3 separate regions of the Sus scrofa genome follow, and regions 2 and 3 are each linked to region 1. Evidence: chromatin contacts called from public Hi-C and HiChIP or PLAC-seq data. All regions are on one chromosome and are shown on one strand. Each heading gives the region's core, a stretch centred on a gene start, on an enhancer-like site or on the middle of the called end of the contact. The rest is flanking DNA. Distances are from core to core; before and after follow the strand shown. Region 1 holds the start of KRCC1 (lysine rich coiled-coil 1). Region 2 holds the start of RMND5A (protein RMD5 homolog A). Region 3 holds the start of RNF103 (E3 ubiquitin-protein ligase RNF103).

Region 1 (4,079 bases), core at 825-3,324:
ATTATATTTAACTTCAGGAGAAGTGAAGTGTCCCTCAGGAGAAAGGAAATTAAACTATCCAACAATGTTCTGGCTTCCACCATTTTTCACTCTGGAGACAAAAAACAACCTAAGGCAACACAGCAAATACTAAAAATTACAAAATTGAGTATGGCTGAATACTTTAATAGTTCTGCTCAAGCTCCACCATCTAAAATCATTTCCAAAGCTGCCTTAAAGCCTAAAGTCAGTTTGGAACCAGCAATTTGTTTGCAGGTATACAGTATTTATAAGAACTCAAACACATCTCAGATTGAGATGATTAAAAAATAGCTTTTTGTGTTAAGGAAAATGGGTTGGTGACAACTGTAAAAACTCCAGGCAGGTATACTCCTTCCGAACTTCTGTACAGAGACTTGACCAAACTTTAACATGACCTCTAGCATTTTATGGCTGCATCCCTGGATGACCCAGTCCCACTTTTTTTCTTTTTTTGTCTTTTAGGGTCACACCTACAGCATATGGAAGTTCCCAGGCTGGGGGTGGAATGGGAGCTGCAGCTGCACTACAGCCACAGCAATGCGGGACTGAGGTTAATCTGTGACCTACACCCCAGCTCCCGGAAATGCATCCTTAACCCACTGAGCTGGGCCAGCGACGGAACCTGAGTCCTCATGGATCCCAGTCGGGTTCATTACCGCTGAGCCACAATGGAAATTCGGACCCAGTCCCATTTTGAGCTCAGGCTGGGAAAGCTCAGGGCTGTCAAAAGGCATTTATTGTTTGTTCTAGCCAACACCTGAATATAAGGCCCTGACCTCTCTTTTTTAGAGTAGTTACTAAAAAGGGTTTACAATTGTTTGTTAATTCTTCCTCTGTCCCTTTGAGATATATGTGTACCCCCCACAACTCAGGAATGTCTTTCTCAAAGATCTGAAAGCCATCCTTTTAAAGTGTAATTATCAGAAAAGGCAGGGCCTGGGGTCTCCCAGTCTGTGGGAAAAGTGAATCCTCACTTCCACAAGATGACACAGCTCGCCTAAGTGCACGGACACTGCCCAAACCTAGGTAATTTTGCGCTTTCCTGACTCTACTGAACCCCTTCCTTCATTTTCCCTCTAAAACCCCGTCACCTCTGCGCAAATCGGAATGGAGCTCAGCTCTTTCCCTACTGCAGTTACTGAATAAAAGCTGTTTTTGCCTCTCTGATGTCCTGCTGTATTATCTTTGACTCTGGTAGATACAAATTTAAATTCAGACGACTACTACAATAGGCCCGTAAATCTTAGAAGCTTGTTTTACAGGGTGTTATCCTCAAAAGCTAAGGAAAACTCTGCAAAGTAATCCCTCAAATACCTCACCCCCTCTTCCCTTCCTCCAGGGCCTCCGCAACTTGAAGCTCCCGTGTTTACTTCCTACTGTGGCCAAATTTCACTTCTCCCTCCGCGTGAGGGCTCTACTTTGTAGGATGCTGAATTTCGCCCAGCGCAGGTCTACGCCCTTCCACGTCTGGAGCCTTTTCTCTCCGTGTCTCTGTCCCCTTGATCTCGGGGTGTCCTCCTCAACCCCCTTCCCTCTCCCTGACACTCCAGATCCACGGCCTCGACCTGGCCGCCTCTCTCCCACTCCAACTTCAACTTCCCGGCAGCGGAGGCGTCCCCGCTCCCGCCGCGCTCCGTGCTGGGGCCCCGGCGGCCCTTTCCCGGGGCTGCGAGTGGGGAGGGGAGCGTAGCCCTGTCCGGGTCGGCCATCTCGCACTCTCTGGGCGCGCCCGGCCTCTACCGGGCTGGGGGATCGAGCGGCTGAAGGCCGAGGCCGCTCCCGCTGCCGGGCGGGAACTCACCTTCTCTGAGGCAGGGGCGGCCGTCTACAACTACGGCCCCCCTCCCCGCCAACGCCACCGGTCGGGGGATAGGCTGAGGTGGAGGTGGCGGAGAGGCAGGGACAACCGCTGCCGCCACCGCCGCCTCCGCCGCGGAGCAGACGGGGTGGGAGGAGGGGGCGGAGACCGGGCTTCCTGAAGGGAAGTAGCCACCACCACCACCAGCGACTGACTGGACAGCGCCCGCGCCATGGCGGCGGCGGGGCGTGCCACTGCGCTTGCGCAGTCACCCTACTCTCAGAGAGCCTTTTTAGCCCCGCCTTCTTGTTTGCTCCGCCCCCTCGGTCCCCTTCTTCCGGGACTCTGTTTTAACCTGGCCGAAGCTCTCCTCACTGCTACTCACTTCGGGCGGTGGCGGGGGGAAATCTAAAACCAACAAAGAAAAAAGTTTGGAAATCTGCGGTTTCTACCTCCAGAATATCTGAAAAATCATGATTTCCTGCTTTACCTTTTTAAAGTTTGTTAAGAGTCTTTGATACACAGTAGATTAAGCAAAATCTTTGGTGGTGATATGCTGTCATCATTGCAGCATAAATGACCTTTTTCTCTCCCTTGGCTCTCTCAGTATACGTGTATATACATACACACGTTCATCTCATCCTCTTGTTCCCTGTCTCCCAAAGAAATCACTACCCTGGTTTGTAGTCATCATTTCTTTACATATGTATATATCTTTATCACATGTATGCTTGGGGAAATTTTTTTCTTTTTTTGGTCATTTTGCCATTTCTTGGGCCGCTCCCGCGGCATATGAGGTTCCCAGGCTAGGGGTCGAATAGCAGCTGTAGCTGCTGGCCTACACTACAGCCACAGCAACGATGCCAGATCCTTAACCCACTGAGCAGGGCCAGGGATCAAACCTGAAACCTCATGGTTCCTAGTCAGATTCATTAACCACTGAGCCACGATGGGAACTCCTGCTTGGGGAAAATTTTTAGATTGTTTTTTAATTTTATAAGATTTATGTCTTTCTCTAGCAGGGCTTCTTTCACTCAATGTTTTGAGACTCATCCAAGCTGTTGCACATAAATGTTATTTATTCATTTCACTGCTATACAGTGTTACACCCCTTTTCCTGTTGATGGGCATGTCCCCTGTGCATTGTGCAAAAGTTTCTCTTGGGTAAGCTCTCCTTTCCTGTAATACAACCGCTGACTAATTTCAGGTTCCCATCATCTTTTGTTAGAACCATGGCAATAGCTACCTAATTTACCATTCTTCCTGATTTCACCGTTCCAGTCTACCAAAGGGTTCTATGTGGAAGTCATTTCTGGCTCCAGTTGTCTGTTGGAGAAAGTCCCACATGAATACTACTTCTGGGCTTCTGTGCACCTCCCTGATCTCATTATCTTCCTAGTGTTCTCACTTCCCCACCCTTTCACTTTGTGATTCAACAACATTAAACTTTTATTGATTCTTGTAAATACCCTGCTATTACATAACTCAGTTTATTGTATCTGCTACTTCTTCCTGAAACACCCTCTTCCTACTGCCTAATGAACTCCTCCTCCCCTCAGAAGTAAATCCTATCCTGAATTCAGCATTTCTCATTTTCATGTCTTTCTTTATATTTTTACTACATATGTATGTATCTCTAAGTAACATGAAGTATTGTTTTGCATGATATAAAACTTTACATAAATGTTAATATGCATACTGTTTTTTCTCCTGCACTTTGTTTTTTTTCAACTCAACATTAGTTTTTGATTTTAACCTCTGCTGAGATGTGAGGTTCTGATTCATTCCCTTTCTCATCTCTCTTAATGTCCGTTATATGAATGCACATGAGCTATCTGTTCTCCTTTCATGAGACTTTGAACTTATTTCCCATTTTTCTTTTACAGACAGTAACTTTTACCTTTAACCTTCTCATGCAGTTTCCTTGTGCACATATGTGAGAGTTTCTCCAGGGTTTATACTTAGGAGATGCTGCTGCTTTTTAACTAGGAGGCTGATGCATCAATAATACCCACCTCAAAGGGTGTTGTGAAAACACAAGTAATGCAAATAAAGCATAATTTTAAGCATTCAGATATTTATTCTTGCTTTTGGAATATCTCTCAAATGAATATGAAGCACTGGGACATAAAGGGCAATAGTCTGGTGCCAGAATGATAAAGTATAATACGTTTGCTTATGTAACTCACAGAATACCCTCTGAAGATTTCCCTGACTCCTTAGGTTTCCCTGAATATGCTTTCATATCTCTCTTGCCATC
Region 2 (3,963 bases), core at 544-3,043, 170 kb before region 1:
ACAGAGCTTATCAAGAAGATCCTTGGAGAAACAGGAGGAACAAGAGTGGAGGATTTTTTCGGGCAGCCTGGCCATGAAAAGACTGAGCAGAAAAGGGAAACAGCCTAAGGAGGGTTGAATGAAGGCTCTCCCCACATCCTCAGGTCAGCTGGCCACTTAAAAAGGGAGAAGGCACGCCTTTTCTGTTGGGTACTTGACAACAGTTCATAAAATGGATACAACAGATGGACACACTTTGAGAAGGGTGACAGAAGGTGCTGGAGTTGAATGTTTTTTACCTTCTCAGTGAAGGAGGAATCAGGGCCACCTGTCAAGGGAGAGAGGAGAAAGGAAAACAGGTTAGGTGGGGAAGAGAAAGGCCATGTGTAAGAGCAACAGTGCGGCTGCCCTTGAGTATCACGGAGAACTAAATAAAACGACTAGGTAGGTGCTGGACCAACGTGATTCCATGATTTTTAAGTTGCCATCTCATATTTACTCCTGGGAACTGACACTAGTAGCAACCACCACTGTTTATCATGTAGTTATCATGTGCTACTGGGTGTTTACCTAAATTATCTTCATTTTCCTAACAATAGATCGAAGTATTATTAGTTCTAATTATTACCAAACTATAAAAAGAGACACTGAGGCTCAAAAAGGTTTTACCTTAATAATAATAATAATAAAAAGACCAGGTACTATGTTGCCAATCACTGTTCTGGGCACAGAAAACAGAGGCCAGGGGGCTGCCTTAGCGCTTTATTGAAGGAGTGCAGACAGAAAAGTGAATGAAAATAACTGAAACAGATAACAAGTGGTGAGAAAATAGTAAAACGGCTATGATTGACCATAATAAATATGGTGTAGTAATGGAGGAGGGAATGTGGTCAGGGGGGGACCCTCTGTGGTACAAGTGAGCCGAAAATTTTAGGATGACACGATGGAAGAGTTTTCTAGTCCAAAGAAAGGCTAAGTACAGAGGTCCTGAGGCAAGCATCAACTTGGCTTCTAGGAGGAACGCTAAGCTAAGGTCGGGGCAGTCACAGCTTAGTGAGCAAGTAGGTACAGGCCAAGGTAGGAGGCGCCATGGCAAGTCAGGGGAAGGATTCACGCGAAGGGGGTAACTCCATCGGAAGCAATGGAATAACGAGCCGAAGAGGCAGGAGCCAGGCTGCCCCGAGGTCCGACGCAAGTTTCCCTTCCGTGATGCTGCCCCCGGGGTGAGGCAACCCGTCAGGAGAGTCCCAGGGGCCAAAGGGCCGAGGCCCGCGGGGGTGGGGGTGGAGGTGTAAGGCTTGTGACCTCCCGGTGTAGCGAGAATCGAGGCAGGATCGCGGGCCACGCCCGGCCAACAAGCAGCCCCCTTCTCCCACCTCAGAATCCCCCTCTTCTTATTCCAGTTAGCGACCCCCGCCCGCAGCACCACCCACTCCGCTCGGCCTGGCTGGATTTTTCCTCGGGGCGGCGAGTCTGCTTTCCAAAACTTGGAGAAGACAGTACCCTCAGGAATGACAGGGAGATGAAATAACTCAGGGCTGGGGCGAAGTCCTATGGGAAATAGGCCTTTTTATTTCTGCCTTGTTTTCCCTCACGGCTTTCCAGAAACGACTTGCTTCCCAGGATGCTCTCCAAATCACCCCCTCCAACAGCGAGACTATTGGTTTGGCCTCTAGTCCCAGATTGGCTGAAGGATTAGGCCTCGGCCAGGGATTGGAGGACGTTCGTTCCTTACGTATTCTCGGCGCTTATTGGTTCGTTTTCTCCGTTTCTGGGCGGAGTGGTGACGGGCGGTTTCCACCCTCTTGTTTACGGAGCGCGTAGTTGTAGCGCTCTCGGAGCTCTGGGGCTGGCTCCAAAGTTCCCTATTTAGCTCCTCGGCCCAATTGGATCTTTGCTCCGCCCTCTCCCGCTCCCTTGCACGCCTCCCGCGTGGTAGGGCCCACACCTTTAGAGCGGCGGCGCGAGCGGACGCTCGTCACGTTCCTCCGCCCGCGCTCGCCGGCCGCCTCCCCCCGCCACGAGCGTGCGCTTGGTACGGCCCCCGCCGCCTCCATCCCTCGCTGGGGTGGCTGCCCCCCCTCGGGTCGGCGGCGCTTGGTGCCGCCCGGGAGAACCAGGTCATCGGTCGGTTCCCGTGAAAACAAAAACAATCGGCGGCGCCGCGTCGGACAGCGAACGCGGCGAGCGGGGGCTCGGGGCCGGGTGGGAAGAACGAGCGGGAGCAGCGGCGACGCGCCGGGGTCGGGGCGCCATGGGGCAGGCGGGCGCGGGCTGCGCGGAGCTCCCTCGGCGCCGGGGCTAGCGCGTCCGCCTCTTCAGTCTCCCGTGCCGCCCGCTTGGGGGACGAGGAGCAGGACGCGGCCTCGGCCGGGCCCGGGCCGAACGGCTGCGGACACCCGGGCGCTGGGCAGCCGAGCGCCGCTGCCGCCACCGCCTCCGGGATGGATCAGTGCGTGACGGTGGAGCGCGAGCTGGAGAAGGTGCTGCACAAGTTCTCGGGCTACGGGCAGCTGTGCGAGCGCGGCCTGGAGGAGCTTATCGACTACACGGGCGGCCTCAAGCACGAGATCCTGCAGAGCCACGGTAGGGCGGCCCGGGTGGGCGCGCGGGGCCAGGCCTCGGCGGGCCAGGAAGGGTGGCCTCCGGGGGCCTCGGCTCCTCCTTCCCTGCGGCCCTTTTGGCTTTTTCCTGCTTCTCTCTCCGGTTTTGTCTCCAACTTACCCCGACCTCGTTGTTAATTAAGAGTGAGCCCGAACCCACCCGGAAAACCAATTCTGAAGCCTGGGGCTCCAGCCCAGGTTAAACGGGGGTGGGGCCGTCCGTCGCACCTGCAAACTGCCGCCCTCCCGGGCTGGGCTCCCCTGGTCAGTTGCCTTGGGCATAAGGCTCTGGGTAAACAGAGAGTCAGTGCAGGGAGCCCCCTCTTTCTTCTCTGCCCCAAACTCTTAGCGCAGAGACTTACTTTTCTCGTCTTTCCTTTTCTTTCTTTTTCTTTTTTTTTTTAAATTAGAAAGTTGAGTGTTATTCTTAGCTGTGGGTTAACAGAACAGCCGCTTCTGCAACTCCATAATTTAACTCTGTGTGGAAGCAGTTTTTCTTTAATTCGGCAGCGGCACTGACTTGATTGCTAGGAAACTAGCTGAACCAAACTGTTCAGCTCTCCTCCTGGAGCCAGTGATGAGACGGAGGAACTCTCCAGAAACACATTGTGGCACAAGTTGGTAGTTAACTTGCTTACCTGGTCAAGTTTTTAACTTGTTTTCCTTTCAGAAAACAGATTTTCTATAGTAGGTGTTTTTCCTATATGGTTACTGCCTAGACCCTGGGGGCAGATACTTTGCCAAAGTTTAATTTGTGGAAGCTGCTTGGGAAGGGTTTGTTTTTTTTTGTTTTTTAAATAACATTCAACGTCTGATGTTTGAATTTAAATATCCACAGTGGTGATTCCTTCTGAGCCAGAAGTAAAGGACTTTATGTGATGGATTTATTGAAGAGCTGTTCGGAGGCCTTTTCAACTTGGAGGCAGAACAGAATTTTTTTGAAAAGGAAGGTTTGGGGGGATGTGTAGACCTGGCAGGTGAGGTTGAGGAGAGTGGTCCTAGTTGAGCCTCTCTCCACCGCTCCTTCTTTCTTGCACACCTTCCTTTCCCAGACTGCTTTATCCTGAGAGTTAGTGCTTCTGAAGGGGAAGTAGACCTAGAGTGGGGTGGGACTCTGGGGAGGTGCTGGTGAACTTGGTTTTGGACAAGTGAGAAGCTGAAGGGCTAATGAAGATTGAGTCAAGAGCTCAGTGATATTTTCTGGTGGCTGAAGATACATAGGTGGAGTTTGGGAGGAGGTAAGGTCTAGGGTGGTTTCCTGGTGTCCTTTCTGCGGGAGAGGGAAGGAGAGCCCTTAGGCCACAGGGAGGAAAGACTTTAGGATCTAAGCATAGCCTTGAAGCGTGGAAGGCCAGGAGGAGCCTGCAGAAAGGACGGGTTT
Region 3 (3,675 bases), core at 205-2,704, 230 kb before region 1:
AAACAAGGTAGGCATTCACAAAAAATATTCACCTTATTTTCTCCAAATTAGCTCTCCAAGTATGAAAAGATAATACCGTACGGTGTACCCTTTCTCTATATTTAAACTCATTTAAAAAATTTAAATCTCAGAAAATTTTTTTTTCTATTTCTTTAATTTTGCATTGATAATGAGCTATGGATTTTCATCAAACTTACTGTGACAAACATTTCATGCCACCAAGTCATTAGGCAATACACCTTAAACTTGTACAGTGCTGTACATCAATTATATCTCAATAAAACTGGAAAAAAGAAATAAAAATTAAATCTTAGGCCTAAATGCCTCTTTGATATTAAATATTCCAATGATGATTTTCCCTTTGGGTAACTTGCTATTACTATGGTGACCAATGCTGCTATCTACAGACAACGTTTGAAGGTTTTGCCTTTCCTTTATATTTATGAATTTCGAGCGACAAATAATGCTTTCCAGTTTGTAATCGACATTTCGGAATTTTGAGAAAATCACTCAACTTAGTAAACAATGCTAAGAAGCTGCACTTTAAACTGTTGTTTTAAAATAACCTTAAAAAGAAACACCAACACCCCTACAACGTAATTGTAGCCTCCTTCTCAAAACTGCGATTTATATTTTTGGGGTAGAAATCCTGGACAAAGAAAATCTGGTCGGCTCTGGAAGTGGTCTGCACAACCCTTCCAGGTACGGCCTCATTCTTGGGGACTACCAGGTACCAGGAAGGGGACCCTCGGGGGGCCGATACTCGCCTGACTTTTCCACCAGTTCCCGGACGTCCTTCTTCTCGGGCAACCCCGAGTATCCCAATCCCCGGCACTCCAGAATGGTCTTCAGCTTCTTGAAGCTCAGTGCCACCGGATCCACCAGCTGGGTGGCAAAGATGCCAGTTTCATACCACACAATGGCTTCAAAAAACCTGGCCAGGACGAAAAGGACCAAAAAATAGAGGAGCAGGAAAAAAAGCTTCAGCCACATCTTTCCCTGCTTTCTCTCTTTGCAGAGAGCTCAGAAATCGAAGAGAAGAGTAGAGAGGGGAGTGTGTATTTACAGCAGCCTGGGCGAGGGCCCCCGGTCGGCGTGTGGTCCGGCGCCCGCCGCCGTCACTGTGGGGCCATGCCCGGCGGGAGGCAGGTGGATCGGCGATTCGTGCGGGGGAGAGGAAAGGACGAGGAGGGGCAGAGACGCAGAGCCTCCCTCGGGGCCTTCCAATCAAGAGGAGAGAAAAATAAATGGAAAAAAATTAAAAAAAAAAAAAAAAAAAAGCCCATGAATTAAACACCGAAAGGACAGAGGTGCAGGGAGAGCCCGCGGGGAAGAACCAGCTTGAGGGCCGTTTCCCTCGGCGCGGGGCGCTAACCGAGGTGGCGGGGTCCGCCTTTCAGCACCGTAATCTCAAGAGGATTAGGGGAAAAGCCAAAAAAAAAAAAAAAAAAAAAAAAAACCCACCACCAGACCCACAAAAGAAGCGGAGGCCGGGCAGCAGGCCGGGGCCGGCGGGGCAGCGGGCCCGGGAGGCGGTTGGGTCTAGCCAGGCCAAGGCCGGGCTCCCGCGGCGGCGGTCAGGAGGGCGCGGCACTCGGCCAGGGCAGGCCCGGGGCCCAGCGCGGGGAGGAGCGGCCGCTGCAGCGCCGCGCCCAGCGCCCAGGCCCCAGGCCCCGCCGGCCGCCCAGGCTCCGCGAGAAGCGCGGTGGGCACGGCGGCGGCGATGGCTCCAGGCTCGCTCCGGCCGGCGGGCGGCGCCTTTCAGGCGGGCGGGCACTGGGGCCCGGCCCGGGAGGGGGCGTCACAGTCTGCAGAGGGAAATGGTGCGCGCGGGGCGATGTCCCGGAGGAAAAAAAGCAAAAAATAGGCCCGAGACTGCTCCCTGGGGCGGCTATCCGGCTGCCTCCCGATCACGCAGCGTTCGCTCCGCTAAAGCTGGGCGGCGCGGACCTCCGCAGCCGTCCCCGACGCCCCCGCCCCCTCGTGAGGCCGCGGCCGTCGCCTCCGGAGCAGAGAACCTGCGGCGGCCGCGGCCTGAGCCGAGACATAACAAGTGACGTAGGCTGAGGGGCGGGGCATGGGGAGAGGCCGGGGCGGGGCCATGAGGGCGCCCACGGGTGGGTGGGGGGAGGAGTCCAGGCGAAGAGTTTCGCCAAGACTGGGGCTTGGAAAGCTGTACAGAGCTGCAATCTTGACGCGACTCCTAAAGGCTCCAGTGGCTTACCCTCTCCCTTTCCTTTTGCCCTGCAGATGTTTGGTAATTGGTTTTGTCTGAGGATTGGACTTTGGATAGTGTCGCTTTGTGTATATTTTGTAAAAATTGGTCAGTTAATTATCCTCTTAAAATGGGTAAAAACAGAGTACGTTTATGCTAGGTCCTGGTGAACTGGGGAAATTTTGGCACCATTGCGTTTGAGGGATAGGAGGTAAAACACAGAAAACAATGATTTTCTGTCGCTAGGTGAGAATGTAGTAATTTGTGCCTGTGTGTGTTGGAGGAGACATTGCCAAAAGGAAAGGTAGAACTAGGCTCAGTGGTCCCTGCCCCTAACAGCTTCCCCTCTCCTTCCCCCCCCCCCCCGCCCCAGCTGTTTCAGTCTCAGGGGTGTTACAAGCCAGATATTGCAGCACAGGGTTCCCAGGACAAAGGTTGCTGAATGTGGATATGTCCCAATGCAAAGTTTAATTGCGTTTTCTTTGGTTACCCATCCTGAGTGTGGAGCGGCCAGCAAGAGGAACATAAAAATGAGTAAAATGGACGGGCACGCAGTACTCGGCTCTGTATTTTTTCAACGTCAGTAGAGCATACTCCTGTTAATCTCTGTGCCAGTCTGGAGGGAGAAGGGGGCCACATGCACAAAATAAACAAGGCTAGCTTCTAGCAGCCCCCTTGATGACGAGGAAAAAGACTCAGAAATTACAAGAGAAACGTTAGCCATTGTGCCAAGTTGTCAAATGTCCTGAACTAGGGGTGAAAGCTGTAGGAAGAGTGGGGGTGTGATCCTCAGTTTTGGAGCAAAGGGGAAATCGAAAGCGAAGAATGGACCGTGAGAATGTAGCCTCAGAATGGTACCCCTTTAAAATAAAGCAAACAAAGGCATTTCATTGTCCAGCTAGCGGAGGAGGACTTAGAGGGCCAGGCGAGGGGGCAGGGAGAAAGAATCAGGAGGAGGTGTAGGAATGTACAACCAGCTCTTGGTCTCTGCTCCTGTGTTTTAATTGGCTGAAATGTGGCTGTATCCATGGTTGGCAGATCAACGTGGGAGAGTGGATTAATCGGTTCATTCTAACACATTTGTTTCTGAAATTTCAGATTCCTTGGGCATGTCACAGTGATGCTGTTACTGGATGATATTGCTGTCCAAATCTTGACATAGAAAGTGAGGTCCTTCACCTCAAAGAACCATACTCACTGGTGAGGAAAGACTGACCAAAAACTTAAACACTAACACAAAAGAAGAGTGGGTGGGGAAAACTGAGGATAGAAACAGCCAGGCCAGAGTTTCAAATTGGGAAAAATATTGGTTGGAAAGGAGTTATTAACTTTTTTGACGTTTCTTGCTTGTTTTAACTACCTCCCATCCCCAACACCCTGGCCTTGTTCCCTCAAGGTTAAACTCTTAGAAAAGATAATAGCACTGATAAAAGAACACATAGGATTGGCAGGGCATAGGG

Evidence for each region. Hi-C and Micro-C count contacts between places; a contact is called where the count stands out from the background. HiChIP or PLAC-seq counts read pairs in DNA pulled down with a chosen protein or histone mark.
Region 2: a contact with region 1 is called in a Hi-C map of skeletal muscle, with 3 times the contacts expected there. The contact joins the promoter of RMND5A here to the promoter of KRCC1 in region 1. A contact is called at or near these places in 3 of 47 Hi-C or Micro-C datasets (heart right ventricle and skeletal muscle).
Region 3: an H3K27ac HiChIP or PLAC-seq map of skeletal muscle shows a contact between it and region 1. The contact joins the promoter of RNF103 here to the promoter of KRCC1 in region 1. A contact is called at or near these places in 1 of 47 Hi-C or Micro-C datasets (embryonic fibroblasts) and 2 of 2 datasets of contacts at active chromatin or transcription factors (alveolar macrophages and skeletal muscle).

The regions. Positions count from the first base shown.
Region 1 is chr3:57,926,258-57,930,336 of Sscrofa11.1, reverse strand. KRCC1 (lysine rich coiled-coil 1) reads right to left here and starts at 2,074. Exons shown (of 4, transcript NM_001243946.1): 1 at 1,823-2,074.
Region 2 is chr3:58,094,682-58,098,644 of Sscrofa11.1, reverse strand. It overlaps RMND5A (protein RMD5 homolog A), which reads left to right and starts at 1,793. Exons shown (of 9, transcript XM_021087278.1): 1 at 1,793-2,565. The coding sequence starts at 2,424. It overlaps LOC110259986 (a long non-coding RNA gene), which reads right to left and starts at 1,660. Exons shown (of 4, transcript XR_002342541.1): 1 at 1,483-1,660; 2 at 279-307.
Region 3 is chr3:58,158,866-58,162,540 of Sscrofa11.1, reverse strand. RNF103 (E3 ubiquitin-protein ligase RNF103) reads right to left here and starts at 1,454. Exons shown (of 4, transcript XM_005662399.3): 1 at 768-1,454. The coding sequence starts at 993.